Linked DNA regions of Mus musculus: region 2 is linked to region 1. A link is a contact called in public HiChIP or PLAC-seq data. All regions are on one chromosome and are shown on one strand. Each heading gives the region's core, a stretch centred on a gene start, on an enhancer-like site or on the middle of the called end of the contact. The rest is flanking DNA. Distances are from core to core; before and after follow the strand shown.

Evidence for each region. HiChIP or PLAC-seq counts read pairs in DNA pulled down with a chosen protein or histone mark.
Region 2: a contact with region 1 is called in an H3K27ac HiChIP or PLAC-seq map of bone marrow-derived dendritic cells, with 5 times the contacts expected there. The contact joins two enhancer-like sites. A contact is called at or near these places in 3 of 484 Hi-C or Micro-C datasets (bone marrow-derived macrophages, pre-B cells and regulatory T cells) and 1 of 115 datasets of contacts at active chromatin or transcription factors (bone marrow-derived dendritic cells).

What each region holds. Positions count from the first base shown.
Region 1 is chr7:75,135,902-75,141,954 of GRCm38.p6, forward strand. Sv2b (synaptic vesicle glycoprotein 2 b) reads right to left here. Exons shown (of 13, transcript NM_153579.4): 7 at 5,078-5,188; 8 at 4,175-4,263; 9 at 397-561. Among named protein-coding and RNA genes, the nearest start is that of 4930533N22Rik, 110 kb to the left of the region's middle. Within about 2 kb of position 3,535, at least 10 of the 459 cell types and tissues checked have an H3K27ac peak or open chromatin away from gene starts, as enhancers often do. A contact at or near this core is called in bone marrow-derived dendritic cells, where this site is marked.
Region 2 is chr7:75,497,684-75,503,811 of GRCm38.p6, forward strand. All of the region lies in intron 1 of Akap13 (A kinase (PRKA) anchor protein 13), which reads left to right. Among named protein-coding and RNA genes, the nearest start is that of Akap13, 45 kb to the left of the region's middle. Within about 2 kb of position 3,323, at least 24 of the 459 cell types and tissues checked have an H3K27ac peak or open chromatin away from gene starts, as enhancers often do. A contact at or near this core is called in bone marrow-derived dendritic cells, where this site is marked.

The DNA.
Region 1 (6,053 bases), core at 2,285-4,784:
AATGACAGTCACATCCTAGGAGCTTGCTAAGCACAGTTCAAGCTCAAAAGAGGACACGCTCAGCCCAGTGGCACCAGATGGAATGTGGCTTTCTGTAGTACCCTTTCATCAAAGGATCAAGTTCTCAGAAAAGACAGACACATTGGTCACCTTCTACCAAATGTCATGTTATCTTATAGTCAGGGCACAAGGGGGGAACCTCAGGGGTGGGTACAGTACAGAGTCAGCCCTCAGGGGACTATAGTATCTCTAGCAGTAAGGATGGGTTGTGAGGGCCACTCTATCCTTGGAGTCCATCCTTAGTACACCGAGCTCTCAGCATCCCAATGCTCTCTTCCAAGGGAACCCCATTGACTGCCACTCAGGCCCAGGGGAAGCCCGTGGTTGCACACTTACTTATCGTTCACAAGCTTCCCATGTTGGTGGATCTGGTTTTCCATGGTAAAGTTGATCGTGGCGCCATGCACGTGCTCACCAAAAAACACCTTCATTTTAGACTTATATTCTTCATCCTGGAAATAGCGGATCATGTCGGGGAACCACACCGTCAGGCCGTAGTAACTGCAAGAGAGAAGGAGGAGAATCTAAAAGGCCCCCCCGGACTGGCTCATTCTTTCAGCAGTGGAATCTGCATCCATGACTTACTGTAGACCACAATTAATGTAGTAATCTGGTTCATTATTAGCAAATGGAAAACAAAATTCGTCACATTAGCACACCTAAAAGACGGAAGAAAATGATATTCTGATATGCACTTGATTAAAAGCTCACAACAACAAAGCCTACCAGTAGATTAGGGACTGGTGGGCCCTTTTCTAACCTATAGAAAACAGATCTTAACTCAAAAGCCAGAACTGTAGTAAAAGGAGACACGGTAAAGATATTCTCACTGGGTGAGGACCGCATGCTCCGCACTGCTGACTCGGCAGCACTTAGACAACCCGAGTAGATGAAAGACAGAAAAGAGGAAGGGGGCTGAGCAAAGAGGTCAGTGGATAAAGTGCTCACTGTGCAAGGTTGAGGGTGATTTTCAGATCCCCAGCTCCAGCATAAATCATAGGTAGACAAGATGGCCTGGAGAGGTAAGCACAGGGAATCCCCAGGACAAGCTGGCTAGCCAGACTAGACAAAATCAACAAGATCCAGGTTCAGTGACACCCTGCCTCAGTAAATAATGTGGAAACAATCTGGGAAGATACCTAACTTTCAATGTCTGGCTTCCATGCACATCTGCCCATGTGCACACAAACACACAAAGAAAGAGAGAGAGTGTGTGTGTGTGGGGGGGGTACATATATATACATACCACATATACACATGAAACAAACATAGAGATATATAAATTATTTTTTAAAGCTCTCCTTTTGAGTGATATAAATTATACCCCAAACCCTCAGATGTTACATCAAAGCAACATTTATCTGACTGAGAGCAAAGATGCTCTGTTCTATTGATAGCAGGGAAAGCATGTGTGGAGAAGAGCTTATTGCTGCCTAAAAATATTTCTGGTGGCTTATCTCTTTTGACCCTTGAATGCCACTTCCGGGAATCTAGTTCACTGACAAAGCAGCCCCAGTGAACCCAGGCCACAGATTATTTCGGGAATCTCAGCACTAAAAGCTGTGGGTCCTTTATTTCCCAGTGCAATTGCATACCCCACGGTCTCGACGTCGTGGCACTGTTCACAATAGCAAAGATCTGGAAACTCCCAGAAGTCTTACAAGGGAGCCTTGGCTAATGACGAGTGATGGAGGAGGTAGTGTGGGGTACTACTCAGACATATTATTCCTCTTCAAAGAGGAAGGCCCACAGATGGTAGGACATGCTGATAATCCCAGATTTAGCAGGAGGAGACAGGAGGATCAAGGATTCAAGGAAAGCCTCAGCTACATAGTGAAATTCTAGCCATCCTGGGCTACGTGAGCTCTATCTCAAAACGGGGCGGGGGGGGGGGGCTCGAGGGAGGGAGGGAAACCCAAACCTTAGTTGATTAGCGTGGATAGATACTGGGTACATATCATTGACTACAATAAGCAAATGCAAAGTGTTTTTCCTTGAATAAGAAAAGAAGAACAAAGCATCTGCATAGGCTATGGGGACCTTGAGGAACAGCTACACATATTTACAAATCTTGGGAAATACCTGCATATATACACAGACTTTGGGAAACTATATATATATGTATATATATATATATATACACAAATATATAAATATACAAATATATACTTGCTTACATTTTTGTGTGTGAGAGAGAAATAGAGACAGAGAGAGACAGAGAGACAGAGACAGAGAACAGGAAAAAACAGGAACTAAAAGATGCATGCTGGAGGCAGAAGGGAATGGGTGGAAGACAGGAGGGAGCAGAGGTAAGATTTCCCTGGTGTTCTTACATTTGGAATATATTACCTATTAAACGAAATTAAACTCAACATAAAGAAATATAAATAAAGCTCACTTTTTAAGCATTTGATGATTTGAATATTAGTGCTCAGTGTCTTTGACTTCCAAAGTGTTGGAATTGAATAATCCCTCTATAGGCTTCCTCTATAATCAGCCTGTTTGGGTCTGGAAGAGCTAATTCTCATCCCTTGCACCCAGGATCACATTGATTTACCTATATTCATGCACCTATCACAGAGATCACTAGAGCTTCATTGGTTTTCAGGGGTGAAGGAGTTGTTTGGGGTCATAGTGAAGGGACCATGGCTAGCTCAAGCCTGGCAAACAAGTCTCTGGCAGGCCAAGCCCTCTCCCCATTCCCTTGGCCTTTCTAAAAACTGTTAGATTACATTCCTACAGCTAGCCCTCAAGGTCTAATCCTTTATTTAGCCTCTTCCTCCTTCTGAGGTTGACTACCAAGGTCCAGCTACCAAATCCAGCAATTAAAAGCCCCCTTTGGCTCATGTAATGAACATGCCCAATTAAATCAGACACCTCATCCTAACATGGGTTTTCCCTCTTTACCGTTATAAATTGCCACTTACCTATGGGCTACTTCTGTCCTCTCTCTATCCAGAGACAGTCCTTTGTCCTGTCCACCCCAACTGAACAAATACCCCTTCCCTCCTCTCCCTCACACCTTCCCTCCCCTTGATCCCCTCCCCCTCTCCCTCTTCTTTTACCTCCTCCCTTGTCCCTGCCCTCTGTCTCTCTGGGACCAATAAATCCCCTTTGTGCTGGGAACTTGGTTTTAGGGTGTCCTGAGCTGACTTCTGAGGTTCCCTCCCCATGGGCTATAGAACAAGGCACTTTCACAGATCTAAGTTTACAGTCTTCCTAATTGATCACTCCAGATGCTCTTTGAGCTGCCTCTGAAAGCTTTACACATCCTGCATAACACAGCCAGGAAGCAAGGTGAAGCTAAGAAGAGCCTGGGGTGCCCGCCTGAGGTTTACCGGCAGAACCAGATCTAGCTCCTTGTTTTTTCTTTTTTTGTTTTGTTTTGTTTCCTTATTGCTGGACAAAGTATGATAAAAGCTGAAACTTTATCCACACCTCAACCTTCAGGAAAGTACAGGCATGTTCAGCTTCAGGCTAAATCCAAATGAGTCAAAACCCACAGGCCAATCTCACTTCCTTAGCCAGTAACAGGAAAGAAGACTGCCATCTGGCTGCTGGAACAAAAGGCAATATTGGCTCCAGAGCTTCTGAGAAAGGTCCCATTGGTTTAAAAAGAAAAAGCCAGAAGCTCAGTAATTAACAATTACAACTAATGGTAGAAAGCAGTTCACAATCAGCAAGTTCACGGTCAGCGCTTACCTGAACTCTCCTACACAGGAGATCTTTGATGTTAGAAGAGGAGGGGGGGGGGGTGATGAACGGCACCATTATGATTATTCCACAAAACTTATGTATACTTGAAGACTACGTTGTACACCATCAGCATGCTTATTTTCTATTTGTCTGCTATGCCTCAGAGTAGACGAAGAAGGCAAAGGTTTTGTCCACAGGAAGCCTGTAGGCATTCTGCAAGCGCAGCAATAAGACTAGCCTGAGGCTAGAACTCCTCCCTCCCGGCTGCTCTAAGGGACTCTGGTTGGGAGAGGAGGTTTCTGTTCTGAGACATGACTAGATTGAGTTGCTTGTTACTGTGGCCCAAAGCATCCACTCTGAGACAAACTGTGCACCAGACCAAATTATAAACCAGGGACCAGTGTGAGATAGAACTCACCTTAAGGCCATGGTGAACCAGACCACAGCCAGAATCAGGGTGTTCATTCTGTAGGGCCCCATCACACAGTACAAGGCGTTATCCCAGACCTAAGATATACACCAGTGAAAAAGAGTTAACAGGAGGGACAGGTGACAGAGAGAACACATTTCTCAGATGTTTTAATAAGTTGTCTAGGACATCACAGAAGAAGGGGGTGGCCCATCCTCCTCCAGAGGAAGGAGCCCTGTCTTTATAACAAGGAATGTTCATCCCTTCCTTCTGGCCACCTTTGCACATCAACACCCACGTAGCATTTCCCTAGGGACAGGGTACTTTGGTAAATGTGACCAAAAGCACACCAAGTTGGAATTCCGAGGCATTCAGTAACCTACAGTAGTCAGTTCTGCACTCCCTACCCTGCATTCAGGGCAACACTTCGAAAATTTATTGACCACAAAGCATGAACCCTTCAAGTCTCAGGAGAAGCTAGCTGGGTACCTCAGTGCTCAACAGCCAGCTTGAAACACTCCTGCAGAAATGGAATCAGTGTGTTCCTTCCCAAAGTCACTTAAAACCCTGGAGTCATTTATATTTATCCTATCTTCCTTGCTATGAATTACTTAAAGAGAAGTTGCTGAAGAGAAAGGTGTGGAGAGAAGGGTGCTTACTTAGACTATCAAACCCCTGGTGCTAAGAAAGAGCAGCAGGAGAAGACACTATGGTTTAAAACACTCTCGTCTCTAGATACAGGGCAAGCTTGGAGGGGGCCTTGCCTAGAGCAGACACCTTCCTGGGGGTTGCTCCCTCTCCATCATGCCACATTAGTTTAAGGATGCTGTGTGGTCTTTATTCTTCACCCACTGAAATAATAGACTCCTGTGGAAACAGCCTTTGCTGCAAAAGTGTGCTCACAGATCATACCTGTTTGAAAATGGTCATGAACCTGACCAGCCAGCGCTGGTACCAAGTTCCGGTTGAGCTCTGTATCTCAATGAATTCATCCATTTGCTTGGGAGTTTTGATGTGGGAAACCTGGAAAACAAGGACGGATGTGATTATCTCAGCACTATTTATCTTCAACTTTTTTTTCTTCTAAATGTTTAATGTATTTGGCTCTATTGAATTATCTAGAATTTTAAAAGTGTTTAACAGTCCTCTGATTTTTATGATTTTTTTTAAATGAAGATTTGCATGGCATCTCTCGGTGAACTTTCCCATGTGGATATGTCTGACTGCAAGCAAAATGAACTATAGTTCATTTTGAACTATAGTCTTTTCAGGAAATCAAGCCATTGAGAAATATGTGTTACCAGGTTTATAATATGTTGACTGACAAAAGCTGCTACTGCATTAAAATCCACACTTCTATTAGCTAGTGAGTATGAACATCAGGACAGTTTGGAATACAGGAAAGCCACAACTCGGAGGAGGGACATTGCTACTTGAGATGTTTTAAAAACACAACAGAATGAGAGAAAACATGGCTTCCTGGACATCCCAATTTTCTTGCTATAAATGAGAGTTCTGACGACAGATAAAGTGAAATAGGTCTGTGTTCTCAAACTATAAAAGCCTGGAAAGTCTAATGTAAATAACCCTCACTCACTATAACAGCAACTTTCACGTCAATGTGGTTTTTAAACTAATCATTGAATTGTAGGAGTGCAAATTCCTCTAGTTGAGTTAGCCAGGTCCACAAAGCAGACACTCTCCCCAAATTCACAGGACCAGAAGAAGAGCATTGTTCTATTCTATTGTTCATCTAACGAAGTGTTTGAATTAGGATAAAATAGAGCCAAGTTCTCCATGTCTTTCTTTCAGCCAATAAACTGTGAATGTGAAGATGCCAAGGAGAAACCCGGATGGGGCTAGATAATCTTCAGGATGGCCAGGTGCC
Region 2 (6,128 bases), core at 2,073-4,572, 360 kb after region 1:
ATCAGATAGTAGTTGATTACTGTTAGAATTTTTGTGTCAGTGTTGCACCAGTGTACCATGCAGACAGGACAGCACCGTAGATCAGAGGGTTTGGTGTTTGCCTCTCTCCTGTGGTAGCATACCGAGTACCTCCTGTACCATAAATACCAGTTAGTGAGAGTGAAGGCTTTAGTTAGGCTCCAGACTGTCTTCTCTGTGCTCAGTTAGATACTTAGGTGTTCTCTACAGCAATAGGGCCTTACCATCAGTTTGTGGAGAGCAACTAGTAGCCTTGGCAATAGCCTGAATGGTTTGGGATATTCCATGGACCTCTTTACCCCAATATCTCAATGTGATGTAACCCATTCCTGTCACTGGAGGTTCCACTTGGTGTGAGAGCTACCTGGTTGGGGCTCTGTCTTCCTCATAATTTGAGGATTGCATTGGGATTTCCTTCATAGATGTTTCTATTTTAAGGAGCTTCTACTGTAGTAGGTTTCTGTAAGACCCCTCACATGGCTCTTAGTGTTAGCAATTTCTCCCCGTACTTCCTTACCCTCTTCCCTTCTCCTCCTCATTTAACATTTAATCCTCCTGTCCCAGTCTCCTCCTGTTTCATCTACTTATATATTGTTTCCCTTTCCTTGGGAGATCCGTTCCTCCCACTAGTTTAATAAGGAACATTGTTTTGAGTTGGGTTGATTTCATCAGTATTCTTGATTTATTAAGCATTAATTTCGGATTTACGAGTCCTGCCCATTTAACAAAGATCCTTTCCTAGTGTTGACACACTAGGACATAAATTCATCATTGTTGATGTTGGAACCAGAAATAAAGTTCTGATGCTGTGTCAGAGAACATGGTGTAGAGACAAATACTTAACTGCTGTCTTAGTATTCCTGAACCTCAGATATCCAAACTGTTAGGAAGGAGACAGAGGAGACACTCAGGATAGGTAGCTGGAGATAGTTATGATTCTGTAGCTTCGTTTCCCTCCACCGAGCCTGTATTTATGAGTGCCAGGGCCTGCTCCACAGCCAGAACTTGCCATTGACCCCTCAGCTTATCAAATAGCACAGCTTATTATATGTTTGTTTACTTTGTTGTCATAGTATCCATCTGGAAAACAGAAGGTGGCTGTGTTTGTGTAGGAATTCAGGGCTTCCCCTCAGTTGACATTTGCTGGTAGAAATCCTTCGGTGAATCAGGCTAAGGCTCGAGGCTGTGAGCACAAAGGAAGAGGGTATGTTTGGACTCTGGACAGTTGCAGAGTTCTTAATATTAACCCACTCTGTTAATCGCTAAGCTGTTTTGTATGGTGATTAGGTCTTTCCACTTAAAGTAGTTACTTGTTAAAGGAATTGTATTTATTCCAGGCAGGCATTCTTAGACTGAACATTAGGACCTGCTCTACAAAGGAGGGCTTCACTGGGACAACAGGCCTATACAGACAGAAACAGAACAAAACAAAAAACAAGCGAACAATTAAAAACCGTTCAGCACTGGCTTTGCCACATTTGGCAAAGGTAGCTTATGAAATGCAAAAATGAAAACATAAACTAAAATGTGATGAATTTTTTGGTTTGCAGAGAGAACCTCACAAGGGTAAACTCACTACTTTGTATTGTTTTTCTTTTTCATGGATAGAGAAAGGTTATGAAGAAAACATTTGCGGGTTTGGTGAAATGTCAGCATATAAAATACAAGGTCTTTAGAATGTGTAAGGGGAACTACAAACAGTTTTAAGAATGGGATTATATAACAGTTGAGTTAGACGTTAGTGAGGTTGGCGCCAGGCTTCCACTCCGCTCCGGAAGTGGTGCTGCCCTCTTCGGGCTTCTACTTTACTTTTTGGATGGTTTACTTCCTGGACTATGTCTTTTCAGTCCCTTTGCCCTCAGGTACTCAACTTACCGTGGAAGGAAGTTCTCTTCATCCTCACAGCTGATTTCCCTCTCCTTTACAGCTGAGGAAATTAAAAGTCATTTCATGGGTCATGTGTTGTCTCTCCATTTAATGCCTGTTTTCTCAGAATGTGTCCCCTTCTTCCCCCACCACCATCCTACATGGGCTTACTCAGACAGAAAGCCCCCACCTCTGATCCGTGATAAGCAAGGGGAGGTTATCTGAGCAAAGCCAGTTCTTTGGAATGAACCTCATTAGGGTTATCTAAAATCTCAAGAGATGCTGGGTTACTTTAATGAATACTGACTTACCACAGTTTGTGGGAGGTGTATTTGAAGCCATGACAGTATCCAGGAAAACAGCCTTCATCTCTGCTCTTCACTGTACGCAGTGAACTCAAGGCTGTGGTGGCACTCTTGAGAACCAGCACTGAGGAAACTGCCTGATACATTCTAATTTTAGAAACTTTGAAAAAGTAAACTAATATAGCTTGACATGTTTAATAATCATTGATTCCCAGGTAGCTTAACAAGGAAATTTGGTTATTTAAAATAGTCCATTTCCTGAAATTTGGCTTAATTTTATTTTTTCTTACCTGACTGTCATATTACGGAAGTGGTTTATGTGGTATTGTGCTCTTGATGAGTGTACATTTAATCACATTCCCCCCGGACTTCCAGTGCTGTCGATTAGCCTTTGTTATACGGTTATTTAGAAATTGACCTGGAAGAGGAGGAGATACCAACAGGGATGGAGAGAGCCAGCAGCCACTCATGTTTGTCTTACTGTGGTGACATAGTGCTTGAAAGCTCCTCCTCTTTTTGTCTCACTTGGTGAATGTCCTGATACTGGGGCTTATAGTGGCAGCAGGAACCTAAGATCCAGGCAGTCATGTGAAGTAGACTTGGTAAGCAGAAAACACTGGGTCCTTGGAAGGATTTGATGAGGAATTGCTTGCTGCTCATACTTAAATTGTGGGTTTGAACCTGTGATAAGGTAAAGGGTTAGATGTATTTGGAGACAGGGAGAACAGCAGGGAAGCTATGGTCCAGTGGGGCAGCCTGAAGACCTGGACAGTGTGGTTAGGTAAACAGCCCGGGCTAAGTTCTTTGACAGTCCCAGCTGCTTCTTCAGCCCAAGCATGATCAGCATACACAGATACTTTGCCAAAATATTGAATGAATGAATGAATGAATAGCTCTGATTGCAGCTTTTGGCACTGTTCTCATTCCTAATGAACCAGGCTTCTACTGTCTGCATTTCTCTATGTGTTTTTATTTTCCATGTTCTCACAGGAACAGCCCAGTAAACGATGACCACAGCACCCAATGACTTTTTCAACTCTAAGTTCCAAGCTCTTTCACATAATAGTCCAAAGAGCCACATGGTCAGGGTTGTCACAGGACTGACCCTACTTCCTCGTATCAGTTTCTGTTATATAATTCTGGTGTGGTGACAAAAATACCTGAAAAAACCCAACTTGGTGGGGGTGAGTGTTACTCAGCCTATAATTCCCAGTTTCACTCTATTATTCAGAGGAAGTCAGCATGACGGGAACCCGAAGTCTCAGGTCTTGTTACATCTACAGCCAAGATCAGAGAGCAAATGAATGCACACATGTCTAGTGCTCAACCTGATTTCTCTATTCTTACACAGTCCAGGGCCCTAACCAAGGAATTGTGCTACCCACGGTGGCCTGTGTCTTCCTGTATCAAGTAATAATCAAGAATGTTTCCCCCAGAGACATGCACAGAGACCTGATCTAGGCCTTCATTGAGCCTCTCTACCCAGGTCATTGTAGGCTCCGTAGATACAACCATGTGCTATCACAGAGTGAAGCTGGCTGGATAGAGCAGCCATACTTGTAAATCAGAGACTGAGAGGCAGAACAGGGAATTGTGTAGCCTGATAATTCTGAAGACTGGCCTTCAAAGAATACTCTTTTATAGACCAAGACAGTTGTTGTACCCTGAAATACAATCCAGGGAAATGAGGTGCTCTCCTACCCCCCTTTTAATAGAACAAAGGCAGTGTCAAACAAATGCATGAGAAGACTTGAACCATAAAGTTCCATGATTTCCTTGAGTTTTGATGTGCTATTTCACAAGTTTGTCATCATCGTTATCATCATTGTTGTCGTCATGTGTTTACCCATCCTCACTCCGTTTTCTTTCTATTTTATTCTTGAAATAGGATTCCTTAGTGTAGCCTAAACTGGCCTTGAACTCATGACTGTCCTTCCATTGCCTCTCAAGTGCTTGGATTATAGCATGCACCACCAAGCCTGACTATATCTTATGTTTTTTAAAGGTGATATAATTAGAAAATAACAGAACCTTTTTATTTGCCATTTTTTATTGACGTAATGATTTATTTAATTTTGAGACAGGGTCTCACTGTGTAGCCCTGATGATCCTGGAACTCATTATGTCGAACAGGCTGGCCTTGAACTCACAGAGATCCAAATGGCTCTGCCTCCCAATTGATGGTATTGAAGATGTATGCCACTACTGCTGGCTTTAAAAATTGTTATTATTACTATACCTATTAAAATTAGAGGCAGTCTTTATACATGGGCTTGGCTGTTCTTGGAATTCACTATGTAGATCAGGCATACTTGAATTCAGAGATCTGCCTGTCTCTGTCTCCTTAGTGCTGAGATTAAAGACGCCTGCACCACCAGGCCCAGCTGCTTACTTGCTTGCTTGATCGATTGATTTACTTACTTACATACTGTTTGTTTGTTTGTTTGTTTGAGACAGAGTGTCCTTGTATTGCCATAAACTTTTGCCCTCCTACCTCATGAGTACTAGGATTATAGTTGTATACCACTATGCCAGGCTTTTCTTGGCTTTTATTTTTTATATTTTCATTAGTTCTTTGTGTATATGTGTTATGAGGGTGTGTGTTTGAGGGTGTGGGTGTGTGTGCACACCGGAGTGCCAGTTCTTGCCCCTGTGGAGGCTAAAGGTCAATGTTAAATGTTATCTGACATTTTTCACTTTAATCTATTTTTAAAAAAGATTTATTTTAATGTTAATCATATTTATATGTGTGAGTAAGTATAAATGAGAATGAAGGTGCCTCTAGAGGTCAGAGATGTCAGATCTCCTGGACAGATCTCCTGGGAGCTGGAACCACCCAATGTTAGGTGGGTTCTGTGAACAGAACTCAGGTTCTCTGGGAGAGCAGCAAGAACTCTTAACCAGTGAGCCCTTTCTCCAGCCCCCACCTTATGATTTGGGGGACAGAATCTGAAGCTCACTAGTTTAGCTAGATTTTGACCACCAAGATCCCTGGATCCCTCCCTAGTACTGAGTTACAGGTTACACTGCCATTCTTGGGTTTTATGTTGGGGCTGGGGAGTCTGAGTCCATGCTCGTTGGCTGTAAGTCCAGCTCCCTGGGGATCCAATGCTTCTAAGCACTGAGGGCATGTGCCCCAACTAATAATTAAAATTAAGAACAGCGAAGCTTTAAAACACACCTTTAAGGTAGAATTATATTTGTTAAGGTTCTCTAGAGGAACAGAACTGATAGGTTGGATATAAAGGAGATTTATTAGACTAACTCACAGGCTTCAGCTAGTCTATCAATGACTGTCTACCAACAGAAGCTCCAAGAATCCAGCAGTTGCTCAGTCCATGAAGCTGGATGTCTCAGGTACACTGAGATCCCAGTGAAGGAATGGACTTGCTGGTGAGGTACAGGTAAGTAGGCAGAGAGAGCAAGCTGCCTTCGTCCAGGAGCTTTATATAGGCTGCCAGCCAGCCAGTGTAGCCCAGACTAAAGGTGGATCTTTCCCACCTCAAACAGATACAGAGTGGGTCTTCTTACTTCAGATGATTTAATTAAGAAAAAGAACTTCACAGGTGTGCCCAGCCATTTGGGTTTTAGTAACTTACAAATGTAATCAAGTTGACCACCAAGAATAGCCCTCACGCATGGCCATATGTGTAATGGCATGTATGATAGCTAATCCTTAAAGAGTACTGTTTTACAATCCCATAGCTTTCTAATGTACACAGTTGAGCAGCCATCATCATGACCCATTTTAGGACATTTTCATCATCCTCAGAAGAATAAATGTGCTGCTTAGCTATCGTTTTTGTCCTAATGCTTAATAACCTTTTGCCTGAGTGACTCATTTTATCTCTCTGCTGAGTTCACTCTACCTGTGAAAGGTTTTTCTGTCTTTTTGGTTGGGGTTTTGTTTTGAGATAGGGTCTCATATATCTCAGGCTG